5 separate regions of the Mus musculus genome follow, and all the other regions are linked to region 4. A link is a contact called in public HiChIP or PLAC-seq and promoter capture Hi-C data. All regions are on one chromosome and are shown on one strand. The core of a region is the stretch at or near the end of the contact, and the rest is flanking DNA. Distances in the headings are between cores, read along the strand shown. Region 1 holds the start of Tor1aip1 (torsin A interacting protein 1). Region 2 holds the start of Ivns1abp (influenza virus NS1A binding protein). Region 3 holds the start of Swt1 (SWT1 RNA endoribonuclease homolog (S. cerevisiae)). Region 4 holds the start of Dhx9 (DEAH (Asp-Glu-Ala-His) box polypeptide 9). Region 5 holds the start of Cep350 (centrosomal protein 350).

Evidence for each region. HiChIP or PLAC-seq counts read pairs in DNA pulled down with a chosen protein or histone mark. Capture Hi-C pulls out chosen DNA fragments and counts their contacts.
Region 1: a contact with region 4 is called in an H3K27ac HiChIP or PLAC-seq map of thymic regulatory T cells, with 13 times the contacts expected there. The contact joins the promoter of Tor1aip1 here to the promoter of Dhx9 in region 4. A contact is called at or near these places in 3 of 39 promoter capture datasets (hippocampal neurons, liver and pre-B cells), 4 of 484 Hi-C or Micro-C datasets (B cells, CD4 T cells, regulatory T cells and 1 more), 3 of 115 datasets of contacts at active chromatin or transcription factors (astrocytes, effector CD8 T cells and thymic regulatory T cells) and 1 of 9 other capture datasets (liver).
Region 2: a contact with region 4 is called in a promoter capture Hi-C map of liver, with 4 times the contacts expected there. The contact joins the promoter of Ivns1abp here to the promoter of Dhx9 in region 4. A contact is called at or near these places in 1 of 484 Hi-C or Micro-C datasets (the N1E-115 cell line), 2 of 115 datasets of contacts at active chromatin or transcription factors (memory CD8 T cells and thymic regulatory T cells) and 2 of 9 other capture datasets (adipose tissue and liver).
Region 3: a promoter capture Hi-C map of liver shows a contact between it and region 4, with 3 times the contacts expected there. The contact joins the promoter of Swt1 here to the promoter of Dhx9 in region 4. A contact is called at or near these places in 1 of 39 promoter capture datasets (liver), 2 of 484 Hi-C or Micro-C datasets (CD8 T cells and hematopoietic stem and progenitor cells), 1 of 115 datasets of contacts at active chromatin or transcription factors (epiblast stem cells) and 2 of 9 other capture datasets (adipose tissue and liver).
Region 5: a contact with region 4 is called in a promoter capture Hi-C map of liver, with 7 times the contacts expected there. The contact joins the promoter of Cep350 here to the promoter of Dhx9 in region 4. A contact is called at or near these places in 1 of 39 promoter capture datasets (liver), 2 of 484 Hi-C or Micro-C datasets (CD4 T cells and CD8 T cells), 3 of 115 datasets of contacts at active chromatin or transcription factors (astrocytes, regulatory T cells and thymic regulatory T cells) and 2 of 9 other capture datasets (adipose tissue and liver).

What each region holds. Positions count from the first base shown.
Region 1 is chr1:156,035,054-156,037,881 of GRCm38.p6, forward strand. Tor1aip1 (torsin A interacting protein 1) reads right to left here and starts at 1,427. Exons shown (of 10, transcript NM_001160018.1): 1 at 705-1,427. The coding sequence starts at 1,182. Tor1aip2 (torsin A interacting protein 2) reads left to right here and starts at 611. Exons shown (of 7, transcript NM_172843.4): 1 at 611-1,055.
Region 2 is chr1:151,343,162-151,345,890 of GRCm38.p6, forward strand. It overlaps Ivns1abp (influenza virus NS1A binding protein), which reads left to right and starts at 1,337. Exons shown (of 15, transcript NM_054102.2): 1 at 1,337-1,594. It also overlaps the pseudogene Gm10138.
Region 3 is chr1:151,427,033-151,429,732 of GRCm38.p6, forward strand. It overlaps Swt1 (SWT1 RNA endoribonuclease homolog (S. cerevisiae)), which reads right to left and starts at 1,403. Exons shown (of 20, transcript NM_025819.4): 1 at 1,265-1,403. It overlaps Trmt1l (tRNA methyltransferase 1 like), which reads left to right and starts at 1,510. Exons shown (of 15, transcript NM_026876.4): 1 at 1,510-2,070. The coding sequence starts at 1,845.
Region 4 is chr1:153,486,324-153,489,023 of GRCm38.p6, forward strand. Dhx9 (DEAH (Asp-Glu-Ala-His) box polypeptide 9) reads right to left here and starts at 1,337. Exons shown (of 28, transcript NM_007842.2): 1 at 1,210-1,337.
Region 5 is chr1:155,971,881-155,974,580 of GRCm38.p6, forward strand. Cep350 (centrosomal protein 350) reads right to left here and starts at 1,375. Exons shown (of 38, transcript NM_001039184.1): 1 at 969-1,375.

The sequences.
Region 1 (2,828 bases), core at 177-2,676, 2.5 Mb after region 4:
TAGAACCTTGTTTTGTTTCAGTAGTTTGTCAGTCTTGACTTGTTTAGCTACTTAAGATTACCGTGATGGCCTCCAATCTGGGGGGAAAGTCTGGCAGAGACCAGACTCTGTATTTGGAGTAATGTCACCAACCCATTCATTAAAGTCAGCTACTCCTCGTAGCATCCGCCTAGAAATGATCTCGTTTTCCCAATCTTGGTGAAAAAAAAAAAAAACGAAAGAAACCGACTGGAAAGTTAACTTAAAAACAGGATTTTCAGCTGGGGACTTGGGGCCCCCGAGATTTAAAAAAAAAAAAAAAAAAAAAAAAAAGGAAATGGAAGTGGCTTCAGTAGAAACTTCAGAGGACGGAAATGAAACCGAGCGCAGAGTAGTTTGGGGCTCCGACAATGGCTTAGCCGCCGACCTCTAGCAAAAGCCTACAGAAAGAGGAGACCTAGACCCCCCAAACTGAAGCTCCAGGACTAGGCAGAGCTGCCCGCCTCCGCTCGGGTCACTTCGCACCACCACCTTCCCGCGCGGCCCACTGCGTCCTTCCCTCTTGAGGGTCCGGGTGGACTCAATCCGGGAGTGCGCGCCCAAAGGGCCGCAGAAATCACCAGGACCCAGGCGGGGCCGGAGCGGGGCCGGCCTCCACGGGGGCGCGCCTGCCGCCGCGTGCCCGCCGCCGCGCGCGCTCCCGAGCCCGCAGCCGAGACTGTTACCTTCGCGGTCCTCACTGGAGGACGGAGAGTCCCGTAACCCTCGGCCGCTCGTGGCCGGAGACAGCTGCGGCTGCTGTGAGTGCTGCTCAAGGCGAGCAGACCTCCGCGTCTTCATCTCCTCGGCTTCCTGGGCTCGCCGCTGCCTCCGTGGTCGAGAGCGAAGGTTGTAAGCGCTTTCTCTCACTTCCTCTCCCGCAGAAGCCGGCCGGAACTTTTCTGGCGGGGTTCGTCTCCCCCCCGGAGACCTTTCTTTGGCCGCCCGGGGCTCGAAGTCGCCGTACACTTCTGCCGGCTCCTCTGAAAACCTCACTTCCCGTCGTCCGCGGCGCGACGGGTGAGCTCCGTACGCAGGCGCGTCACTGCTGTCGCCATTTCGCGGGTCGAGCCTCCGCCTTCCCTCCCGGATGGGGGCTCTGGGTGTGACGTAGATGGCCCAACCTTCTCCGGGCCCCTCGGCCTGCCACCTTTCTCCCGCCATAGTTGTTTACGTAGCTGGTAGTCGGTTCGTGGCGATAGATTGGCCGCAGATAGATTCCGCTGCGGGTAGTGGCGATGGCTTCGGGGAGGTTGTCGCAGTGGTCAGGGAGGCAGTTGAGAGTCGCCGGGGCCGCCGCCTGCGTCCTCGCTCGTGTGCCACCAACCAGCCTCCAGGCCCATGGTGTGTCCTGAGGGCTGTCGGAGAGGCAGTGCCCGAGCTGGGTCAGCTGCTGCGGGTCACTCCCGCCTCCTGGCTGAAGGCACCAAAGAGGAGGAGAAGGGGGAGGAGGACGTCTCTGTCCTTGGCCTTGGAGGGAAAGGTGGGGGCGACCAGGAGGTGGTAGGACAAGTGGCCTGTGCCAAGCTGCTGATGGCCAGTTGCCCACCACCGGGGGCGCTGGTCCTGGCTCCCAGAGGCTTTGGGAAAGGGCAAGTTTCAGTCCTTGATCCCAAGCTGTTGCGCAGTTCCCCTGCTACTTTGGCCACTCCTTTTCAAATGTCCCTGGGAGGAGAAATGATCAGAAAGGCAATTCTGCATGTCATCTTATGGCGAAAATTATAGTTTCATGGACCTTTATGAAATTGCTTTTACCCAGTTTAAAATTTTTATTCACCTGTTGACCCTTTAAAATTGTGTTTAGTTACACTCTTGGGGTGTGTTTCCATTTTTGAGTCGTAGCCATATCAACCATATTCTTGAATTTTCACGTGAATGGTATACCAATAAGCTATACCCTAGCCCTAAAAAAAAAAAAAATCGATTTTGAGTTTTTATTTGGAAGCCACATAACAGTGATTTTGAAAAAAAACTTAAAAGTATTTGCCTTTTTCCAGTATTTTAAATAATGACCTTAAGTTGTTACTCAAACTTAGACAAATTCCCAGTTACTAGAATTTTCACAAATAGTCTATAAATTTGGTCAGCAACACAGATGACTCAAGAGTCATGTTTGGAGCTTCATTTAGCATTGTTTATTAACTACAAAGAAGGGGAGCCATAAGGAGACAGCTGCCCTTTTTTTAAAGATGTGTGTGTGTGTGTGTGTGTGTGTGTAAGTGAGTGAAAGGAGGGAGGGAGGGTGATCTCTGCCTGTCCTGGAACTGTAGACTAGACTGGCCTCAGCCTCACAGAGATCAACCTGCCGCTGCTCCCCAAACGCTAGGATTAAGGGTGTGGGCCACCACACTTGGTAGCACTTTTTTAGAAAACAAAACTTAAGGAAAAACGAAAGTGATACTCATTCGTGGTAGCCTGAAAACTGGGTGTGGCTTTTTTTTTTCTACAAAACGCTGAGAAGTACTGATAACTTGGTAATGTTTGGCTTGTGTCTTTTCCAGTAATGCTTTGTTTGTAAAGTGCCTATTTACACAGTCAACAATCACAAAAATTCTTTAATAGATGTACAGCAGTGAAAGGATATAAATTTTTGTAGTGTTTATATTCTAAGCTCATAAGGCAGTGTGTGCAACAGATGACTAAAGACACCTGGGTGCTGGCTTGTTAAACTCTGGTTTGAAGGATACATGAAAAAGAAAGTGAAGAGGTTCTATACATAATTGGTCAATCAGAGAAAATGAGAGGTTACAAAGATTATTGGATAATTGGCATGTGCTTTGTTTTGTAATTAAAAGTACTTATAAAGTAGT
Region 2 (2,729 bases), core at 87-2,586, 2.1 Mb before region 4:
CTGCCAGAAGGAGCTCAGTAATCCAGGTCCCTAATAGTGTCATTTGCAACAAAAGTAATGTGCTATCAAAGAGAAAAGCTGGACGGCAAATGCCAGTTTCTCTAAGACACATAATCATACTAGCTGACAGCTCAGTTTCTACTTCCTCCTTTTGTGAAACAACAACAAAAAAGAAACGTCTCCTGGCCACAAGATCTTATTTTTTAAAAGTAATGAAGACCCCCCTCCCAATTTCTATTTCCTACCCGCTAACACATTAAAGAAGGGTAGGAAGCATTGTCAAAGAGCTCCAAGAAATGGCTACAAATTAAGCGGGATGATCAAAGTCAGGTCTAGACTGTGTAAGCGCCCTCTATAAACCAGTATAAGCATTAATCTGGAAACCTTTACCTAACTCGATTATGTGTATACTTTATAGACCTTTGGATATAATCTCACCAAATCCCCTCATCTTCAATCAAGGAAACTTCCCAGCATGTGCTTCAGAGTCATATGAAGAAGTGGAGCCCAGCTTAAATCACATTTGACCTAAACAACTGCCTGCCTCCTAGGGGCAAGGTGGGTGGATGACTGGGCTTGGCTCCTGGGTTAAAAGGCCCCAGGGGGTAGAGATAGGGACTAACAATTCCCCAAGCTACTTTTCTTTGTCCAAAGAAGTCGAGACATCAGGAACTGATACCAGAGGGGGACAAAAAGTAGAAGTGAACACGCATTTTATGGCACACCGATAATATCTCTTTCACCTTTTTTTTTTTTTTTTTTTTTTTTAAACACACTCACTGAATGCTCACCCAAAGCAGGCCAATAGAGGGGCTAGTTGTTCAGGCCCTCCTCTGACTTATCCCTTCTTCCTCCATTCTTCTCACCCCTCCACCTCCAAGGTAAGAGCCTGATGCTCAACTACTGCCGCGGGGTTCCCACAACACGCAGCTCCAGTCTAGGCTAGTTGCCTAGAAGTCAGTGTGACGCTGAGAACTCTAATCGCCACGTCGGATCTCTGGAGAAGGTAGGGCAGGTGGAAGAGGAAGGAGGGAACCAGTTCCTGGACAGTGGAAAAAAAAGGGCGAAGCGAGGGTGTGAGGCTCGGGAGGGAGCGCGCGCTCGATAAGTAACAGGAGGAGCGGTCCCCGCCGCCCCGCTCTCCCGGATCACCTTGCGCTGACCTAGTTGAGCCGAGAAGGAAGGAGGGGGCGGTTGAGGAAAAGAGCTATGAGGTGGGCGGGGCCCTGTCCGGGGGCGGAGCCTCAGAGCGGGATCTTCCCGGGAGCTCGCCTGTGATTCGCTCAGGCATCAGAGCCGGAAGCGGCCGGGAGGCGTTGGCGGCAGCGCACGTGGTGACGTGCGAGGGAGTGCGGCGCGAGCGCGCGCGGCGGCGGCGGCGGTGGCAGTGTGTTCGGGACGCGCGTGGAGGTCGGTCAGTCGCTCGGAGGTGCTGGGCGCGTCGTGGCGGCGAGCGAGTTCCCGCGAGTACCCACTGGTCTTCCTCAGCCCGCAGCCTCCCGCCCGGTCGCCCCGAGCCCCTTCCAGCGCCTTCCGCCTGCAGCCCGTCGAAGCTCTGGAGATGAATTTCGCCATCTCTTCAGAGATGACCCAGGTAACGCGCTGTACGCGGGCGCCGCGGGAGGGAGAGGGCGGGGTGGGAAGATGGTGGTGGTGCGGAGCGTCCCGCTGTCCCGGGAGACACGGGCATCGCGGGGCTCCGCATTCGGCTCGGTTGCCGGCTGGCGGGGGAAGAGCGCGGTGGTCCCGGACCTTCCTCCGCCGGGGCGGGGATCGTCAGGCTTCCGCGCTGGGTGACGGAGGGTCCCCGGGACCTGGCCCGGCGGAGGACTAGGAGGGATGACCCGCCGGATGAGAGCGGCGGCCACCGAGGACTGTAGACATCGTTTCCCGCTGTCAGGAGCGAGGTGCCGGCTGCGGTTTGGGGCTCTCCGGGCTAAGACTCCCCGCGGCCGGCGCGTGGGGACACAGAGCCGCCCTCAGAGCGCATCGGTTCCAGGGGTTAGGCGTGGGGTGGCACGGAGTCCCTGGTCGCCGTGGACCACGGGGTCCTTTGTTCGAGCTCCACGTTGCCCGCTTTTCTTGCCAAGCGCGGGGAAAAGGAGGCGGGAGGAGCGAGGGAGCGGCTGCCCTGACGTGTCAGCTCTGAGTGACTGCGCCGCCGGCCAATCGCGGCCAATCGCGGCCGGGGGTGTGCGGGTGCCTCGCTGTACCCGCCGAGAGCGCGCCCCAGGCCTTGCAGCGCGGGGTCCCCGGCGCGCCGGGGCACAGGCTCCATGTTCTCTGAAAGAAATAGGTGGAGAGCAGGCTTTTCGTCCGATCACCTTTTTTTTTTTTTTTCTATTTTTGGGTAAAGGACCTCGTTGATAAGACACCGGGGAGTGTCAGAGTGGAGATTAACGTAAGGAAATCTGTACACACACACACACAAATTTGAGAAATATTTCCGCCTTTCCCTCAATAAGTTGCAGATAAATGATTCCGGAGAGCAAACATTTCGATCAAAAAGAAGTCGGACGGCCTAAAAGGCAACGTTTTGTTTAATGTCTGTCAGTAGTGGAGGTTAGAACACCCAGATATCAAGTTCTTAGGAGTTTTGTTGTGGTCTCCTGTTTTGGCAATACACCATAGCTCTGGAAGTAAGAGCACACAAGCCGCACGGACTAAATCACCTTAGCCATATTTTCTTTAATTTTAACACCAGTGGTTGACTTAGGAAAAAAATAACT
Region 3 (2,700 bases), core at 153-2,652, 2.1 Mb before region 4:
TGTATTTATGTGCTTTATGTGTTTTGTCTGCATTCAAGTCTCTGTGAGGGCATCAAATCCCTGGGACCTGGAGTTACAGATGGTTTCCATCTGTCAAGTGGATGGCTGGGAACTGATAAGAGTCTTCCGCAAGAAAAGCAGGTGACCTAAACCACTGAACAATCTCTCTGGTCCTAGTTACCATTTCTACAGGTTGTAATAGGTGCTATTGTCTCACTTTTAATCGTTAAATAGTTAACTCCCCACATAGGAATCCTAGTCCAAAAGCGGTTAAAAGGCCTTCAGTCGTCTTGTGGGGCCAGGCTTCTGACCTTTAAGCTAAGGAGCTAAGCAAATACTTTACCACTGAGATAAGTACATTCGTAGCCCTTAAGGGCTTTAGAACTTGCAAAAGACTGGTGGGGACAAAGTTTACGTTAAACTGGGGAAGGAAAAACACCTTCAAACACTCCAACTAGGAAGGACAATGAGAGAGCAAAACTTCCAGACAGCATTTCAAAGTAACAAACAATCACACACCGTCTCCTATGGTTTCCCAACAGAGGAAAAAAACCTGAGAACCTCCCCTCTTGCCTTAAACGCTCAAGACAGTCCGAAGCAGGCAACCTGAAAGAAAGATCAATTTGGGTTGTTTTTGTTTTGTTTTTCCAGTCTGCTCCAGTGTGCTTATTAGAAATAAAGTGAAGAGAACAAATAAGACTTCGGTGATAAACAAGTCCAGGATATATATATTTATAAAACTTGAGGCGCAGAGGATTCCCTGGCCATATTCCTTAGAGAATCTGAAATGCATCAAAGTGATACATTTGTTAGTAAAAGCCTAAAAAAAAACAAAACAAAACAGGTCAAAACTGCAAAACAATCTCCTACAACCACACCGCGCCTATTCTGCTATCCTTAACCTAGAGGCAAAATTGAAAAAGTGAAGAGCGTCCGGGTCGCAAGTTGTGGGGGGGAAAGTTGTGGAGAGCGGAGTCAGGACTCTACCTCAGGGGGCTGACAGAAAAGTGCTTCTGGGATTCATAAACTGCCTCGGCCCACCCCCACACAAGCCGCCATCGGTCCCCCCACCGCCTCAGGTCCAGCTGGAGCAACCCGGCCACACACTCCACGAGCCGGCCGACCTCCGACCAGCCCCCGCAGTCGCCCGGCCCAGACCTCAGCTCGCGGGTCCCGAGCCCGACCGACGTCCGGGTACAGGAGGCCAGCAGTGAAAAGCTGTCGCCCAGAGAGATGTCCACGCGCCCGGAATACCCTAACTTACCTGAGTCCGCGGCAGCAGCAGCCACAGCGACAGTGGCGATTCCCCGGACCAGTCGGACACCCAAAGCGCCTTCCCAGAGCCCGCTGCACACTGGGAAATGTAGTTCTGTACTCGGACCCCCGCCAGGAGCCGAACGCTCCAGGCAATTCTAGAGTTCTCGGCGCTCTGTGTGTGTTTCCTCCAAGGACCGGAACTGAGCACCGCCCATGAGGCGCGATGCCTCCTGGGTGTTGTAGTCTTATTTCGGTTCGGTGGCGGCCAGTGATGCAGAGGACGTACCGAGGAAACGGAACTCTTTTTCCTCATTGGACACTGTCCGCCACACGCTTCTGCGCAGTCTGTGGTGGCGTCGTAACGCCTCGGGGAAGGGGAAGCCGGCGAAGGGTCGAACCGCTGCCTCTGGCTTTCAGTTTTTCTGCTGACAGGGTTGGGTCACTGGAGCTCCGCCGTTTGTCTGTGGCACGCGTACAGCCTTCCCAATTGCTTCCCCGCCCTTGGATCCAGCCCTGTGTGCATTAACGTCTATTAACCCACTCCGCCGCGAGTCCCCTCCGCGTCCCCTGGCTCGGAGGCCGTAACTATGGAGAATATGGCGGAGGAGGAGCTGCTACCCCAGGAGAAGGAGGAGGCCCAGGTCAGGGTCCCGACCCGGGCCCCGGATTCGGCTCCGGTCCCAGCTCCGGCCGCAGATACGGCTCTGGACTCGGCTCCGACGCCGGACTCGGATCCAGCCCCAGCCCTTGCCCCGGCCCCGGCTCCGGCCCTGTCCCCGTCCCTAGCCTCTGTCCCCGAGGAGGCTGAAAGCAGTAAGTGCAGACGGCCTGATCTCTCTGCCGCAGAGAAGCGAGAAACCATGCCTCGCTGGGGAATAGGGGAGGCCCTTCTCCAGGGTGTTTTTTTTAATGTGGAAAGGCAAATTTAGAAAAATGGGAGGAGGAGGAGGAACCAGAGCGGCAGGTAAGAGTAAAAGGAATACAGCATGGAAAGGGATACTTCTTCCATAAACCTCGAGGATATCATCCTGAAGGATATATGAAGGCCAGGCGTGAGGCAGAGAAAAATAAACAATGAAATTAGTGGCTGTGTCCGTTAGTGTCTTTAGTAGTTTCCATCTCAACCCAGTCTACAATAGTTTTAAAACTTTCCACTGTGTTACAGTAATGGAGGTACTAAGGTAGTAGTAGATCAAGATTGAGAAACTGAAAGCATTTTTCAGTCAGGACTTATACACACTGATGGATTTGTCTCATTGCTGGAGTATACTTTGCTCCCGAGAATAGAAACTCCGTCTCTTGTATCTGCCAAATACTAATTGAGCTTTGTACTTCATTCCAAAGGACAACGATCGTGAAAACGTATAGCCCATATTTTTATTTTCTGAATGTGTTTATACATGTTCCGAGTGGTGGTTTTTCGGTTCATATAAGAAACATAAG
Region 4 (2,700 bases), core at 87-2,586:
CCAGCACTTGGTAGGCAGTGGCAGGCGGATTTGAGTTCGAGGCCAGCCTGGTCTACAGAGTGAGTTCCAGGATAGCTGGAGCTATACAGAGGAAACCCTATCTCGAAAAACCAAAAAAACAAACAAAAACCCCACAACTTCTTTTACAGACCTAGAACTTATCCTCTTGTCGAGAGCCTAGATGGATGCCAAATTTTCCATCATGTCACATCTGCCCTGCTGTTTTGGCTCCAGAAATGCCTCCACTATTACTCGTTTGTTTTTCTACAGCTCCTCTCTCACTTGCCACCACTACCTGATACGTATACACGTATACTCGTATACACACACATATCGGAATAAATCAAATTTTGTTTTATGAGACAAGATTTCTATGTGTAGTAGCCCCGGACTCAAGAGATCGAACAATACCTTCCACCACCAAACCCCAGTGCTGGAATGAAAGGCTAGAGTCATGGCTCCCAATTTTGTGTTTTCATTCTTGCCACCCGGAAACAAATTCTTTCATCTCTTTTCGCACCCTCAGGTCACGTGGCCGGCCCTCCCTTCCTCCAGGAAGGTCTGGCCTTAGGCGTAACTGATCTCTCATTGCCCTTTGGAGCGGATACACTGTGCACCTCAAAGCCAGACTCAGGCTCGTGCACCCCTCAGACTGAGGCGCCCTCCCTTTCGACCGTTATCTACAGCGGGGCTATCCCGTTGCGCGGTGTAATTCCGCCATCACTTACTAAATCATGCATTCATTTTCCTACCACCTGCTCCTCATCCCGCCCCACCCAGCCATGCCCCGTCACCAGTGCGGAGCGGGAGGACCTGCAGCGAAGCCCCGGACCCCAAAGCGGGCACCCCCACGGGGCCCGGGTGTCCCGGATTAGAACCGCGGACGACCCCCCACCACCACGCGCCGGGTGGCGTCGAGCCGCTACCCCTACACGCAACTGATTACAGACACCCGCCGCCCGTCAGGCCGAGTGAGGAAGAGGCCTCCGAGAGCGGCCAGTCTGTGCAAGGAACCCCAGGGCCTAGGGCCACGGGAGCTCCGCTGCGCGAGGCGCCCACGGCCCGTAAATCCGGGTACCCGCCGCGCTGCCCCTCCCCCACACGCTCGCCCGCCCGCGCCTCACAACAAAGCCACGGCTGAGCCGCGGAGGCCGGCGTCGGCCCGCAGCAATGAGCCCGCGTCCGGGGCCGCAACGCCCCCTTTCTTACCCTCCTCCGCTTTTCCGTGCCCGAGAGCACAGCCTTCTTAGGCGAGTTCGCAGCGCCAACCTTCCACGAGAACGGCGAAAGAACACACCTCACCCGCATGGAAGCAGCGGCGAAATGGCTCCGACTGCAGGACCCAGGGGGCGGAGTCGGCGACTCGCGCCTGCGCGGTAGGCCAACTCCGGAGCCAGCACGCCCCGAGGGGGCGGGGCTTGAACCACTTCCGGGCGCCAAACCTGAGGTCGCGCGAGATCTGCTGGCCTAGGCCCATAATTTCCTGTCAGTCGCTAACCAGCTTGGTTTCTGGAAGTTATGTCTCCTTGCCTTTGTCTTTGTAGAGCAAGCTAGCCCACCACTTAACGCAGTCCACTTGCCTCCACCTCTGAAGGCAAAATTTAGAGACATGCCACCATGGATCTCCTTTTTGATAGTTTATCTTACGTAAGGGCAGTGTTACAGGATTAATCCTTTCAGAGTTTATCAGAATAGCCACTTTAAAATATGCCAAAGCAATGTATTTATGGGTGCTGTATGTTAAAATACAAGGACTGAAGTATTTCTGCTTCATCAAAATGCTGCAGGCAGCCGGGCAGTAGTGGCGCATGCCTTTAATCCCAGCACTTGGGAGGCAGAGGCAGGCAGATTTCTGAGTTCGAGGCCAGCCTGGTCTACAAAGTGAGTTCCAGGACAGCCAAGCCTACACAGAGAAACCCTGTCTCGAAAAACCAAAAGAAAAAGAAAAAAGAAAAGAAATAAAATGCTGCAGGCAGTGTGTAGCATGGTGGCACTTGCCTCCAGTCACAGCACCCAGGAAACAGAGACTGACAGACCTCCGTAAGTTCAAAACAGTCTGGTCTATGTTTAAGGAAGGCCAGGGCAACATAATGAGATCCTGTCTAAACAGCAAAGGAACAAAAACCTTAGAAGTTAAAAGCACTTGTTGCTCTTGTGGAAGGCTTGGATTCAGTTCTCAATCACACAGTGGCTCACACACAACCATAACCTCCATTCCAGGGGACCCAGCAGGTACAACCATGGTGCACTGACCTACAGGCCATAAGACATAAAGTAAAATGAATCTAAGACAAGAAAGAGAGCCCTGGCTTATTGGTTTATTGCCAGGGGTGGTGGTATATGCCATTAATCCCATTGTAGTAAAACCCATTACCCCACCAAAAAGAAAACCCTAGCTCAAGACACAACTTCTCCACTTACCTTTTGGCTGGGGAGAGGGACGAGGGACTCTTTTTTTTTTTTTTTTTTTTTTTCCAAGACAGGGTTTCTTTGTGTAGCCCTGGCTATCCTGGATTTGTAAACCAGGCTGTCCTGGGACTCACAGAGATCTGTCTGCCTCTGCCCCACCCCTCACCCCTCAGGCTGGGATTAAAGGCATGCTCCCAATTATCTCAAAATCCTGTGTTTTGTTTAGCTTCAAGTGAGAAGACTCTTGAGTTTAATACTTGTTTTGAGGGGTGTTGTATTTTTGAAGTACTG
Region 5 (2,700 bases), core at 125-2,624, 2.5 Mb after region 4:
AAGTTTTTAAATGGAGAGCAGTTTGTAGTATTTCATTATTGCCTCTTCAAAAATTCCCAGGTGCTAATAGTAGGTTGGTCTAGGATGGACTGTCCATTTAAATCTTTAAAATACAAGCGAAGGGAGCAGGTTAACATGGCAACACTAACGACTTCTCCAATTTCAAAACAAGAAACACCAGCAAAACAATTAAGTAGAGTACATGGATACCGACCACTATTCCTAAGGGCCTATTTTTTCCCCCCAAATGAAACATTTGTTACAACATCAAAAAATCCATTTAAAAAAAAATCTATACCTATTTGCAAGTTCCGAACTTGAAAACTAAAACCCTGGCAAATTTCTGCCTGTATCTGTGACATTAACTAAATATGATTTAGCATATTAGTCTGAATTTAAAAGAGGGGGGAGGGGAGGGAAAGTGACAACTTCCAACGTGTAAGGCTTGTTAAATGTCACCCCCTCTCCACCCAATCATGTGTGAATAAGCCGGTGGACTCCATTCAACAACTGCTGCTGGACTGGAGGTGATCAAAGTTTTCCCCATACTGCACTTTGAGAATATTACACCCAGGAAAAGGAACAGAAACTGTTCCTGACACTGGAGCTAGTGCCCCGGAATTTCCCAAAATATGCTCGATCTCCAAACGAAGAAGGGACACTTCGGAGACCAAAGGTGAGAGGTGGCTTAACTCTATGCAGACAAGAGGAGGGGCGAGGGTGCTGAGGGCGACACTGGCAGGTAAGCAAAGAAATCTTGTCTTCCGTGGGCACCAGTAGGTCCGGGAGCCCAGGTCTCAGGATGACCCTCCAGGAAAAGTCTCGGGACCCAAGGAGGGTCCCCGGGGGGGACGTCAGGCAGTGCCAGGGGGGCCCCGCCCCGCCTCTCTGGCCACCTCGGGGACCTGGGACCGCGGACAGAGACATCCGAGGCGGAGCAGGCTCCGCCAGGTCTCCCCGCAGCTCACCTGAGAGTGTCGCCTCCGCCCTCGGCTCCCACGGTGCATCCCGCGGGGCCTGGCGGAGGGTGCAGTGACGCCGCCCCGACCGGCCCCAGGGCTGCCCGGCCTGGCCTCCCCGCTCCGGGGACGCACCGGGTGCCCGCCTCGCCCCGGCTCCCGGGATCCGCCGGGCGGCAGGCAAGGAAGGAGAGGCGCAGAGGCGGCCTTCCTCTGCCCCGCCGCGAGCCCCCTCCCGAGCTGCGGCTCTCCGCAGTCCTCTCAGGCGCAGGTCCGGCCCCGCTCCCCCGCCCCGGGAGTCACTTCGGCAGCGGCGGCCCAGTCGCCATTACAGCTCAACAACTGACACGGAGGAGGAGCGGCGCCGGCGGCAGTGGCGGTGGCGGCGGCGCGAGGCAGGGCGGGAGCAGTCAGGGAGGGAGAGGGCGGGGGGGGGGGGAGAGAGACTCGCCAAACCTCGCGAGAACTGTCCGGAGACGGTTCCGCAGGAATGCAACCCTGGGTGAAGGCCAGCCATGTTGAGTGTGGCCGACGGAGGAGCGCGATCGGACCCGAGGCTAGAGGATGCGGGGAAGCCATCTTTGGTGTGGCGCTTTGGGAGCTCGGCGGGACTCGGGAGGAGCCAGAGTCTATCCGCAGAGGAGACCACCCCCTTCCCTTTGACGCTAATTGGGCCTTCTGGCTGAGCGGGTCACCCCCGAGCCAAAACACGCTGAGGACTTGACAAGGGTGACCCAGGGATCCGGGACCCGGCAGACGATTCAGAAGGAATCGTCACTCTAGGCGGATCGGAGTAACCGCAGCTTTGCGGCTGCTCGCTGCTGTCACTGCGGCCCTCTCATTGGCCAGGGGTTTACAGTTCTGTTCAGCACGCACACTGATGGCTTAAGCTCTTTCCAAAACAAGCAAAAACTACGTTTCCTTTCCCTTCGGTGTTGTGGTTTGAGAAGCCCTCTGGGGTCAACATATTTTCTCTTAGCTTTGTCTTTGTCACCAGCCTCCGCTTGGTGAATTTTATCGTCTGTCAAGACTGTAAAGGACAGCTTTTCTGCGAATAATGCCTGACACCTTCCGCTAGGTGCTCACTGCAGCTAAGCTCTCCACCTTCTGGGCTCCGATAGTTACTTTGCCTCGAAATTATTTCTCATCTAAAGTACCATGGGTGTCTTAAAGTCTCCTTTTTCTATGTATACCCAGTAGGGCCTGGCACAGTAACTACAACACTGTAGATGTTCAATAAATGTTCGCTACCTTGACCATATCAATAAAAGCAGACGACAATAACTGATCCTCCCCATAAGACAGCCGCGCCTCAGCAGGAACTACGTGAATGTACAAAAGTCCTGCACATATGTCAATGTATACACCCTCCCTGAGAACAGCACTTCAGCAAAGAATGAGAGTTGTGGAGATCCCGAGTACGCAAGCAGTAGCAAGAAAAAGATTTGAAAGGTGGAACTGCGGCAGGGAAATGGATTAGCAGGTAAAGGGAATTGCCACCACGCCTGGCGATCTTAGTTTGATCCCCGGACCCAGAATGGTGGACCAAGAGAGCAGATTCCTCTAAGGTGTCCTCTGATCTGCATTGCGTGCAGGTGCATGAGAAGACATGTATGATTACATACATACATACATACATACATGTAATAAAAAGAAAAGTGAAATTTACCTTTTCTCCAGCCTAGTTATTTTAAAGAACGTATCCAATCCCCTTATTGAGTTATGATTACTTTTTAATAGT